Regions from separate parts of the Gossypium hirsutum genome. Here region 2 is linked to region 1. Evidence: chromatin contacts called from public Hi-C data. All regions are on one chromosome and are shown on one strand. The core of a region is the stretch at or near the end of the contact, and the rest is flanking DNA. Distances in the headings are between cores, read along the strand shown. Region 1 has its middle 54 kb from the start of LOC107901959. Region 2 holds the start of LOC107901960 (arogenate dehydratase/prephenate dehydratase 1, chloroplastic).

Region 1 (5,165 bases), core at 185-2,684:
TTTGGCATTTATATTTATGGAATTTTCTAATATATATAAGGAATTTTGACTTTTTTTAGACATCGTTTGATTGGTTAAGTTTTTTTTTTTTTTTTTTTTTTTTACGGAATGATAGTAATTTTGACGTGGGGATGGGTGGGATCTGGCGGGATTTGATAGGTGAAGAAGCAGTTGGAAAGGATTTTTTCAAAAATTGCTTTTCATAAAAGTGATAGAAAAAATATGATTTGTTCATAGTTGTTAGAATTTGTTATTGAATGTTAAAATGTTTTTTTTAAGCAAAGTTAAAAATTAATTAAATTACATGATATTTAAATAATTTAATAGAATAATAAATAAAGTAAATTTTAAGTACTATTTTCAGTAATTAATATAAATTTTAATAAAATAAATTTTAAGTACTATTTTCAGTAATTAATATAAATTTTAAATACATAAAATATTGATTAATATAATTTCTATATACATTTTAAATAATTAATATAAATAAGGGTATTTTGATCATTTTTACCTTCAAGTACAAAAATTAAAATCACCTAAATTTCAACTTTTTGTATTATAGTTTTAATCCAAAAATCAAATATTCTTAGTTGCTCTTGCATTGAAAAACTCTAAATGCAATGAAAAATTATCCTAAATCAGTTCCATGAGAATCATTTTTTCTTTTTTTTTTAATTTTACTGATTAAGTGCTTGGAGGAGGCTCCAGAGCTGATGAGCAGAAGAAATCGAAGACATGTGTGTTTGATTGAATTTAAGAAAACGCACAAAATTGAATTTTCTCTCCACCACTTTAATCAGAATGAAACCCACCACCTTAATTGTACAGAGTTTCATGGCATTTTGGGGTACAATAATTTCATTCTTTGGGGCACATGTTAGCACTGTGAAGATTTTTGTCTGGGTGGAAAAACATTGCGTTGCTAGGTGTGGGGTCTTTTTATCTTTGGCAGTTCACTCCAAGACAAGAGCCAATAATGCATAGGCGCACCAGGTTGGATATATGTAAGTTTGAGGTTATTCGAATCCGTAACTTTATTTTAAAATTTGAATATACCAATTATTCGTAAAATATTTTATTTTTATTATTAAAATTTAAATCTGAATTAAATAGTAATATTTTTCGGATTTTTGAATCTATAAAAAAATTAAATTTAATATTTTTAATATTATGTCGAATATCTAATTCATAAAAAAAATAAAATCAAATAAAAAATTTAATTTATTTTACATTTATTCATTTTGAAGTAACAATATATAGTTAAATAATAATTCAAACTAAAAAAATCATGAATGAGTTTACATTTTACAAGTAATAAAACTAAAAAAACAAAAAAAAAAATAGAAACAAGGTCACAAGAATGCACATAAATGGTCAAATGAGAAAAAAAAAACCTGTTAAACGAGAAATTGGAGGCCGGTGGTCGGTGGTCGGTGGTTGACAATTGATGGTCGACCGGTGCTAGACAATGATTGGGACAGTTTGAGAGTCAAGGGCTAGGGGGCTGTTGGGGAAATTTTAAGTTTTGATCTTTTGGGAAATCAAAAATGGGACTTGGGAGTCAGGAAAATTTTAATTTTTTTCTTTTAATGAATTTTGGGCTTTCCTCCAACAATCAGAATTTAAACGAGCCAGCGGTAAAATTTTTTAAGTCCCAACGATTTTTTCTTTTTTTAAATATCAGACAATTTTTCATTCTTTTCACTCAAATTTAATTTTTTCTATTCTCTCTAAACTTTTAATTTTCTCAAGTTTTGTTCGAAAATTTTCAATACATTTGTTTAAAAATTTTATAGTTTTATTTTATTATTTCATAGATTATTTATTTCGATTAAATTTTCATAAATGACAAGTTCTCTGATTTGTTTCGATGACAAGCACATTTACGTCACTCAATCGGTAATGGTAAGGAAAAATTTTAAATTTCTTTATTTTCAATTAAGTTAATTTTAAATTTTTTTTAATTGATATCAATAAAATATGATATATTTTCTATTGGTAATGAGTTGGATTTTACGACGCCGATGATATATTTTTCATTTACTTTTTGTGATGTAATTATAATTGATATCAATAAAATATGATCAATTTTTTTATATTTATGTTGCAACTCATAATTATCTTTGTTAAATTCTAATATATTGTACATAATTTTCCATATATAATATTTTATATGAAACATGTAACGGTTCGAAAGTTAGTGGTGTCGCAAAACGTGATTTCAAGACCCCGTTTTCATAAATTGTAGTAAATTTTTTTATTAAATGTTTACGGAGTTATATAGTAGGCAAATTAAACTTTGGGTAGGTACTTTTATCGAATTAGTGATTAATTAATGTACATGGATTAAATTGTAAAAATAGTAAAAGTTCAATCGCTAGAGAATTTTTAATTGGTACTTAAAGTAGGGCTTAAAGTGGCAATTTTCCCACTATATGAATGTTAGTAGACCGTGGCAAATACAACTAGAATATAAAAAAATAACAGATTTTGTACAAAAAAAATAAGTATTGTAATCAATTTATGTACAAAAAAAAATGTTAGCAACATTGAGGCCTCAATGTATCCTTCAAATGTTGACATGTTTTCTTCGTATGCCCTGAGTTCTCAATAGCCACATAACCTTTATTGATTGTCCCTCTCTCGAACATTCATATTTGTGCGTCTCCAAGTAGAATTCGGACGACCTTTTGGGAGGCGACCCAAGTTGATATTTGGTGCCAATTTGAATGGGGCGCTGGAAACTGGCGGCTGCATACCCTCACATGGGATGGATGGGAATTCAGATATCCATACTCTGTGCATACATTTTAGTTTGTACACATCGTTAATATAAGACATGTACTCTATTCATGCATTCACACATGCAACAATTACATGGGCACATGGGAATCGAAGTGTTTGGAATCTCCTACAATCGTAGGTCCTTTCTAGTAGGTCAACACAGTTTGCTACCCCTGACATGTCTTGGTCGAGTTAGCGTACTCCGTGACCCGAAATCTCAGGTTTGGACGCGAGTGACACATTATATACATAGTGTTTTCTCTCTCTGCATTTCGTCTAATTTCTTTCATGACATCCTCACATTAAATGTTACCTCCCACTATTTGTCCAACATATGCCTCAGCCCACTTTGGAAATAAGGCTACCAAGCAAAAGTAAGTTTCTTTGACAACCGAGGTTATTGACAAATGATGCGTCCCCTTCAATACGAATTTGATGCATTTCGGTAGGTTCGTTGTCATGTGCCCGTAATGTAGACCCCTGTCATACGATTGTGTCCATTATTCGAAGGGTATGTAAGTGAGGTAGTTCGCACCGGTGCTGTTGATGGCGTACAAGTTATCCAACATTTCATGGAAACGATGTTGGACAAACTCGTACCCTGTTGAGAAAAGTATACCCATGAATGCAAACAATGAACGAAATATGGTATAGCATGATTGTGGAAATAGTGACAACTACGTATTAATGTTAATGCATTGATCTCGCTCACTTTTCAAAGGCCATTTTAAGTGGTAGTTAGAGCCAACATGTCGTATACAATACCTACGTTTTGTGCGATCCCAAAGGCTATTATGTTGTTCAATAACGACTAAGATTCTGGGTCCTCTATCGGAGATAATACATATGTCGGGTTACTGGCAAACATGACGATGCAATTAGCTGAGGAAGAAATCTCAATCATATGTCTTTTCTCTTAGAGTTATTACAAACGCTATCGGTAGAATCCTCCAATTACTATCCTGGGCAATGCCTATCAACAACCGATGCTCATACCTCTTGTTTAGCCAGGTGCCATCAATTTGTACTAAAGGCATGCAGTGTCAAAAAACTTGCCTGCATTGATCGAAGGTCTAAAAAAATCGGTATATTACTCTTTTTTCAAAGACCAGACGATTGCGAAAGTACATTGGGTGCATTTCCAAATCAATTATAAAACTTGGTATGTACCCATCCAGTACCTGACACCTTTGCCACAAATTGTTATACGACCTATCTCAGTCGTGATGCAATTTATCCATAGTCTTTTGTTTTGTGACCCATGCCTTGTAGTACGACAGTGTGCAATTGTGTTAGTTACAAATGTTGGCAATTGACACGGGGATGAAAATTTTGGGACTAGCTTTCATCATAGGTATAATGACGTCAAATATTATGTTAGAGTCTAGCCTTAGATGATCCTGACTTACATCTGCAAAGTACGAGTTAAAGTTATGTTATCGACAAAAACGAAGACCATTGTCTATTACATTATGTCAGATATCGGGGGATTCTATCGTGCACCTACTGCATCACAAGTATGTGGACCGATATAATTTTTTATTATCCATAAGCCCGTCTTCTTTCAAAAAGATGCCATGATTTTTCATTTGCATCTTATGTCGCCCATTGCGCACTTTCTCTCGAATTTCTCTGAACGAAATTTTGTGACAGGATAGTTCACGTTATTCTTGAAGTTGTATCGCTTTAGTGCAACAAGAAAAGCATTTTTTGGGGATACTCCATGCCAACTTCCAATACCCGGACATTTGACGATGAACTTGCATAGCTAGGTGTTCTGTATGGAAGTTGTGTGAACTCTAAATCACCCTCAGCGGGGAGGTCGATGTTGGTCATATGGGGCGGAGGTTCATATACCTTAAATCACAGATCTGGGTTTAGAGTATTGTCCGAACCGTAAGGTTTTGGCTTAGTTGGAACCTGCTATGGTTCAAAAAAAAAGTGTTACTTTCGAACCATCCAGCCTGGACTGCTGAATTAGACCGAGGTCTGATTATGGCGCGTCAACAACATCCACTGCCCCTTCGTACGTGTCTGCATCTTTCTCCTCAGTTGCATTTTTATTTTCATCTTCAACCAAAGGGTTCAATATACCCGCAACAGACCCAATCGTAAGGATTAAGTCATCAGTTCTTCTATACCTCATGTTACATTCAACATTTGCACTAGATTGCCAGCCGACGTAGGTTGATGGCCCCTTGATATAACTGCTCCTACCTTAAGGTATCGAACAACTGAAGTTAAAATCGAACACATTGATTGAATGTCGTGTCCGGCTGTCGAGGTTCAAGTTAAGCTCATACCCTCGACTGATAATGGCTACTGAAGTTGAAATCGGTGCCTGAAACCGAAGAATGTCTTCTCATTGAACCCATCGCATA
Region 2 (5,369 bases), core at 2,365-4,864, 55 kb before region 1:
GGACGCCCTTTTTGTGGTCGAGACTCTATCTGAAAATTGATCCAAGAGGCAACATAACAATCAAAGTCTCCTCACATTACAATACAAGACAAAGATGAACACTTTGTTATAATTACCTTTGACAAATTAATACCCCTTAGGGAGAACACAGCCAAAGCTTTAAATAGCATGCCAGGACCTTCTTCTAGAGTAAAAACTATGCTGGTCTGCAAAGTGAAAGATTATCAACAAAAAGGAAACATTGATTCATCAAATAAAATAGAAGTGGCTAAGTTCAAGGAGTTATACCTTATAAAGCCTGTCAGTTCCAGGAATTATGGGTTCTCTTGTGAGTACCAAATACCTGGTAACATTATCATCCTCGTCCTGATGCATTATACCAAACCAAATTGGCTTTGTCAGAAAAATAAAATAAATAAGAGGAAATGCTATTTTACACAAGCCTCAAACATAGGAATCTATTCCAAGCCTATGATACCGAAACCAATTCATTGTTATGAAGCCAGCATTCGTCTTCTTCAATAATCTATGTGACACTAAAGAGGGGCAACAAAAATGAAGGTTTGACCTGGACTTTTTCTGCAAGAATGTCAAGCCCATATAATGCAGCGGCTCTAGCACTTGCTATTGCACCCATATCCCTTCTTCCACTCGAAGCAACTATCTGTTCAAGTATCTTAGTATGTAGAACATCATGAAAAATAAAACAAGAAATGACAAATTAGTATGAGGTCGTCTTCAAATGTACCTTAGCTGCACCAGCAGAATCATCAGCACTGACTCTAACAATGCCCATTTTGGTAAGTGCCATCTCACATTGAGCAAGTGCCTGAAAAAGAGCAACACTAAGACTTCAAGAATCTGAATCCCCAACTTCAACATGAAGTTTGCATATTTGATAAAGTAAATTCCTAAGTGATCTAATACATTTTTTACCAGTATATCCTGAAAGATAAGGTAACTTCCGGAACAAACAAAAAACTAAAACAATATTGGATTATGAACGTAATTAACCTGGGGATGGCTTAAAACACGTTTCACTTCCTGCTTTTCAACACCAGGCAATGCCAAGAGGCAATGGTTAACAACCAACAGTACCTCCCTCACGATGTGTAGCCTATGCCGGAGGAGTAAATCATAATTACGGTGTAGACTACCACCGACAGAATTCTCAATGGGGAGAACTGCCTTATCCACCAACCAAAGTTCAACTGCCTGTTAAAAGAACAAAACAATATAACCGAGAAAATTTCAGCATAGGTTCATGCAGTAAAAAAATACCACTAAAGTACTTATCATCCGAACATTGAATGCTGCTTCAAATTGGTCACATGGCACAGTCTCACAATTAGGGTATGCTTTAAGGGCAGCATCCTCGCCATAGGCACCTGAGATTCCCTAAAATAAGTAATAGCCGACATAAGTATAGCAAGAAACACGTTGGACATTCCATCAAAGAATAAATAAGTTTCAGACCTGAAAAGCAACCCGCAAGTTTGAACCATCATCAGGAAATGGAGATAGATCGGTTTTGGACAGCGGTTCTACAAAACAGTTACATATTCAATCTTAGAAATTGCATTGACCAAAACCCTGTAACGGTCCAAGTTATTAAAGATAAGACACAATACCTTATAAAAGAATAATACAAGAAAATTGGAAATAAATTTATAGAGCACGTCCACGATCAATGAAATCACTAGATCATTCAAGTACACGGTCCAACCTAATTAAATTACATCTGAATAGGAAAGATATTCATTGTATCCAAGTATGAATTAATCCTGTCCTAGATCACGTAACGGTTATACTCCTTTATCCGTACACATGCGGAGTGAGTACATTTGGGAGTCATTCAAACCTTGAACAACTCAAGTTCATCCACGTGAGAGTCCTATCCCATCCCATTGGGTTGACATTACGCATGATACTCAAAAGTTCCAAAAAAGAATATTCCTCCTACTCATAACTACACATGTTAGCAGAAGATGTTGTTCGTAAAAGTAAGCGATGCATGATTCAGTGCAAAATTTTTATGTCCGGCTTCAAACAAACATAACTAAAGATCATAAGCATCAAAAGCCATCAACAAAGTAAATCTCAACTGCCAAGCTAGGAATCTCATTTTGTATTTACTTTCTTGCTAAACCAACGGTTCCATGGGACCGAATAGTCCAAAATAGTTCCAAGCAGGAGACAATAGCAGCCATCTTCTATCTTTACATAGCTACATAACCTTGAAGCACATTCAAACAACTGACATTGAATATAATTGGCCTCATAAATGTAATTCTACATATCAAATGAAACATCATTTATCCTAACGAATGTTCCAACTGTCCTTTATTCAAACTCATTCAAAGTAGAACCTTTCATTTAGCTATAAACACTAGAACAACAAATGGACCCATCTACATTGCCCTTCAACATATTTTAGGATTCTTTTCAACCTCAATCAAAATATTTGCATCAAAAATAAAAAATGAAATGAACATTATTTCCATCTATAATTTCATTAATGCTAATTTATAGAACAAAGCATAGCTTCCATCACATCTAAAATTCATTCAACAACTCAATTAAATTATAGGAAGAGAATTATAAAAAAAAAATTAAAACCCAATATTAGTTGAAAGTACTAGAACCGAGTTAGATTACTAGGAAGAAGATTCAAGTCCTTGTGAAACCCCCTTGAGATTGTGTTCCCATCGTTATCAATCTTCCCAGTGGGAGATGTCTTGGCCCCAGGCTTCTCGTCTTCAACAAGACAAATAGCACTTTGTGCTGAAGCACCCAAAGCACAGCATTCCAATCTAATAGGCCTCAAATCCAACACAATCCTACCTCGGCTATACCCCAAAGCTGGTATCTCAAGAAGAGACTGAGGCTTTTGAGAACAAAAGAAGATCGGAACACACTTCAAAGCCATCAAAAAATACAAGAAATCTCAAAAACCAAATAACACACAATGCCAATGTCCTGCTATTTTTCTATCAAAAAAACAAGAAAAGGCCAAAACTTCAACCTCTCAATGAGTGAAAAAAAGAATCAAGTTTGGTGGTGCGGTGTTGTTGGTGAAACAGAATGAGAGGCAACTTGAAAGGAGAATGCAGGTTAAGTATGAATGGACCCCATAACACAAAACTACTCAAAAAAGAAAAGCCCAAACTATTTTTTTCTCCCCTTCTTTTCAACTGAGAAATCAAACAAATGTTACTGGTAATTCAAAGAACTTGGGTAGACTAGAAAAAGAAGAGGGTAGTTGGGAAAGGAAAGTTGGCCACACGTTTCCTTAGATTAGAGGGTGTTTGACGTCAAAGAAGGAAAGGAAAAAAAACAAAGGTGAAGCCAAGCAATCCAATGAGAATCCAATCTTCAAGAGTGAAACCTGGGTCCTGGGAACAACTATATCACCACCAAACCTTCCATATATGATATTAAATAGAGGAGAATAGGCAGCGTATAATCAGGGAATGGTTTTGGAAACCTGGAAATGGCCTTCCAAATTTCACAATAATGGCTGAGCTGACTTAAACATAACATTAAATTGTATTGGGGAAGAAAATAAATATTAGATAGTATATTCTTCCAAATGTTTTCTGTAGCGTTATCAAAATCCAGTTCAGGCGTTACTAAAGTTATTTAAATAAAATATCTCAATTTTGGACTTTTTTTTTAAGAAATCTTATCCCTTGTACTTTTTTTTATTCATATAAAATTGTAGCCTATTTTCACTTTTAAATAAAAGATAAGGAACTCAAATTCATATTCTCTTGTTTCGATAAATTTTAGTATTTTTTAGGTGAATTGTCAAATTGAACTGGAACTCTCAATTTTCTATTTAAAATATTTTTTGATCTAAAAAAAAAGTTTTTGTATTATAAGTTAATTTATATTTTGGTCTTTTATTCAAAAGTAAATAAATTAGAGTAAATTGGTTCATTTTTTTAAAATATCTCTCTATTTTTATTATAAAAAATTAGTTTATATATGTCAACATGAGGTGCATGTGGCATACAATGTATAATTGTTTAGTTATTTCATTAGTCAAGTCAGTTTTTAATAGTAAAAATATATGTTCTTTAATAAAAATGATCAGTTTGCTTTTTTATTTAACTACAAGAACTAATTTAAATTAGGTTTGATCATGGATCGGGCCATTTGCCTAGACCTGAAAACCCGCTCGAAAAAGTGGGAGAGTTTGGACAAAAATATAGATCCGAAAAATGAACTTGGACAAAAAATAACACCCGTTTTCGAAATGGGTTGGACCTAAGGTAAGATTTTTTTGCCTGGACTTAATCCAGAAAAAAATTTCTATTGCTGTTTGTTGTCATTTTGCTTTGTTTTGCTACTATTTTGTTATTACATTGCTACTATTTTGTTATTATTGTTTGGAAATTGTATAACTCTTATTTTATTGTTAATTTTGTTACTATTTTAAAGGCATTTGCTTGCTAAGTTGTAACTGTCTTAGTATTATTTAAGTATAAAGATTTTTTTAATGTATTTTCAATTTATTGGGAAATATTTATTTTAATGTTTTTAGTATATTTGATGTATTGTATTTTTTAAATTTATTTTTATATAAAAAATAATATAAAAATTTTCAATATGGGCAGGCCAGGTGGGCTCGGGTTTAGTATTTTTTTATCTGGGTCAAGTTTGAGCAAAATTTTAGGTCTATTTTTTGAGTCAAACTTGAGTATAAAATTTGACATCGACCTGGCCCATGATCAAATCTAATTTAAAATTACTCATTTTTTTAATGAGATACAATTTAATTCTTGATATAGGAACTTTTATGATACTTTTATCCAATTTTTTAATATATCTTATTTATTAATTAAAATCAATAATATAGTACATAATCAAGTTGTGAATGTCGTACAACAAAGGATTATCTGTATTTAGTAAGGTGATGGACCATACACTATTACTAGATTGGCACCTAAAACAAAAAGCTACAAACTCAAAACGAGGCACTAGGGCCTTTACAGCAGACATCCATTTCAGTTCTTCTAAGCTTTGTAACATTGTTGGCTGAGTGAGTCACTTTCAATTTAACATTCTGATGACTAGACTTGATTACCACCAGGTTGGGTCGATTTTTAGATTTGAGTTCCATTTAGCTTCAAAAATCTAAAATTCGAACTTGACTTGAAATTGAAATACATTAAATAACACTAATATATTTCTAATTTAGCAAGTAAATGGATTTAAAATAATAGTAAAATTAACCATAAAATAAGACTTATATAATATCCAAACAATAATAATAAAATAATAGTAATATAATAGTAAAACAACAACAACAAAGTTTAAGCTGATCCATGTCGGAGACCAAAAAGTCTTACTGAGACTCGACC

What was found. Hi-C and Micro-C count contacts between places; a contact is called where the count stands out from the background.
Region 2: a contact with region 1 is called in a Hi-C map of leaf, with 4 times the contacts expected there. The contact joins the promoter of LOC107901960 here to the enhancer-like site in region 1. A contact is called at or near these places in 6 of 34 Hi-C or Micro-C datasets (anther, cotyledon, fibers and 2 more).

Annotation. Positions count from the first base shown.
Region 1 is chrD06:56,710,725-56,715,889 of Gossypium_hirsutum_v2.1, reverse strand. No RefSeq gene overlaps it. Among protein-coding and RNA genes, the nearest start is that of LOC107901959, 54 kb to the right of the region's middle. Within about 2 kb of position 1,434, at least 1 of the 9 cell types and tissues checked has an H3K27ac peak or open chromatin away from gene starts, as enhancers often do. A contact at or near this core is called in leaf, where this site is marked.
Region 2 is chrD06:56,768,117-56,773,485 of Gossypium_hirsutum_v2.1, reverse strand. It overlaps LOC107901960 (arogenate dehydratase/prephenate dehydratase 1, chloroplastic), which reads right to left and starts at 3,614. Exons shown (of 11, transcript XM_016828155.2): 1 at 2,659-3,614; 2 at 1,477-1,544; 3 at 1,306-1,398; 4 at 1,015-1,215; 5 at 749-829; 6 at 569-664; 7 at 289-366; 8 at 117-206; 9 at 1-29. The coding sequence starts at 2,929.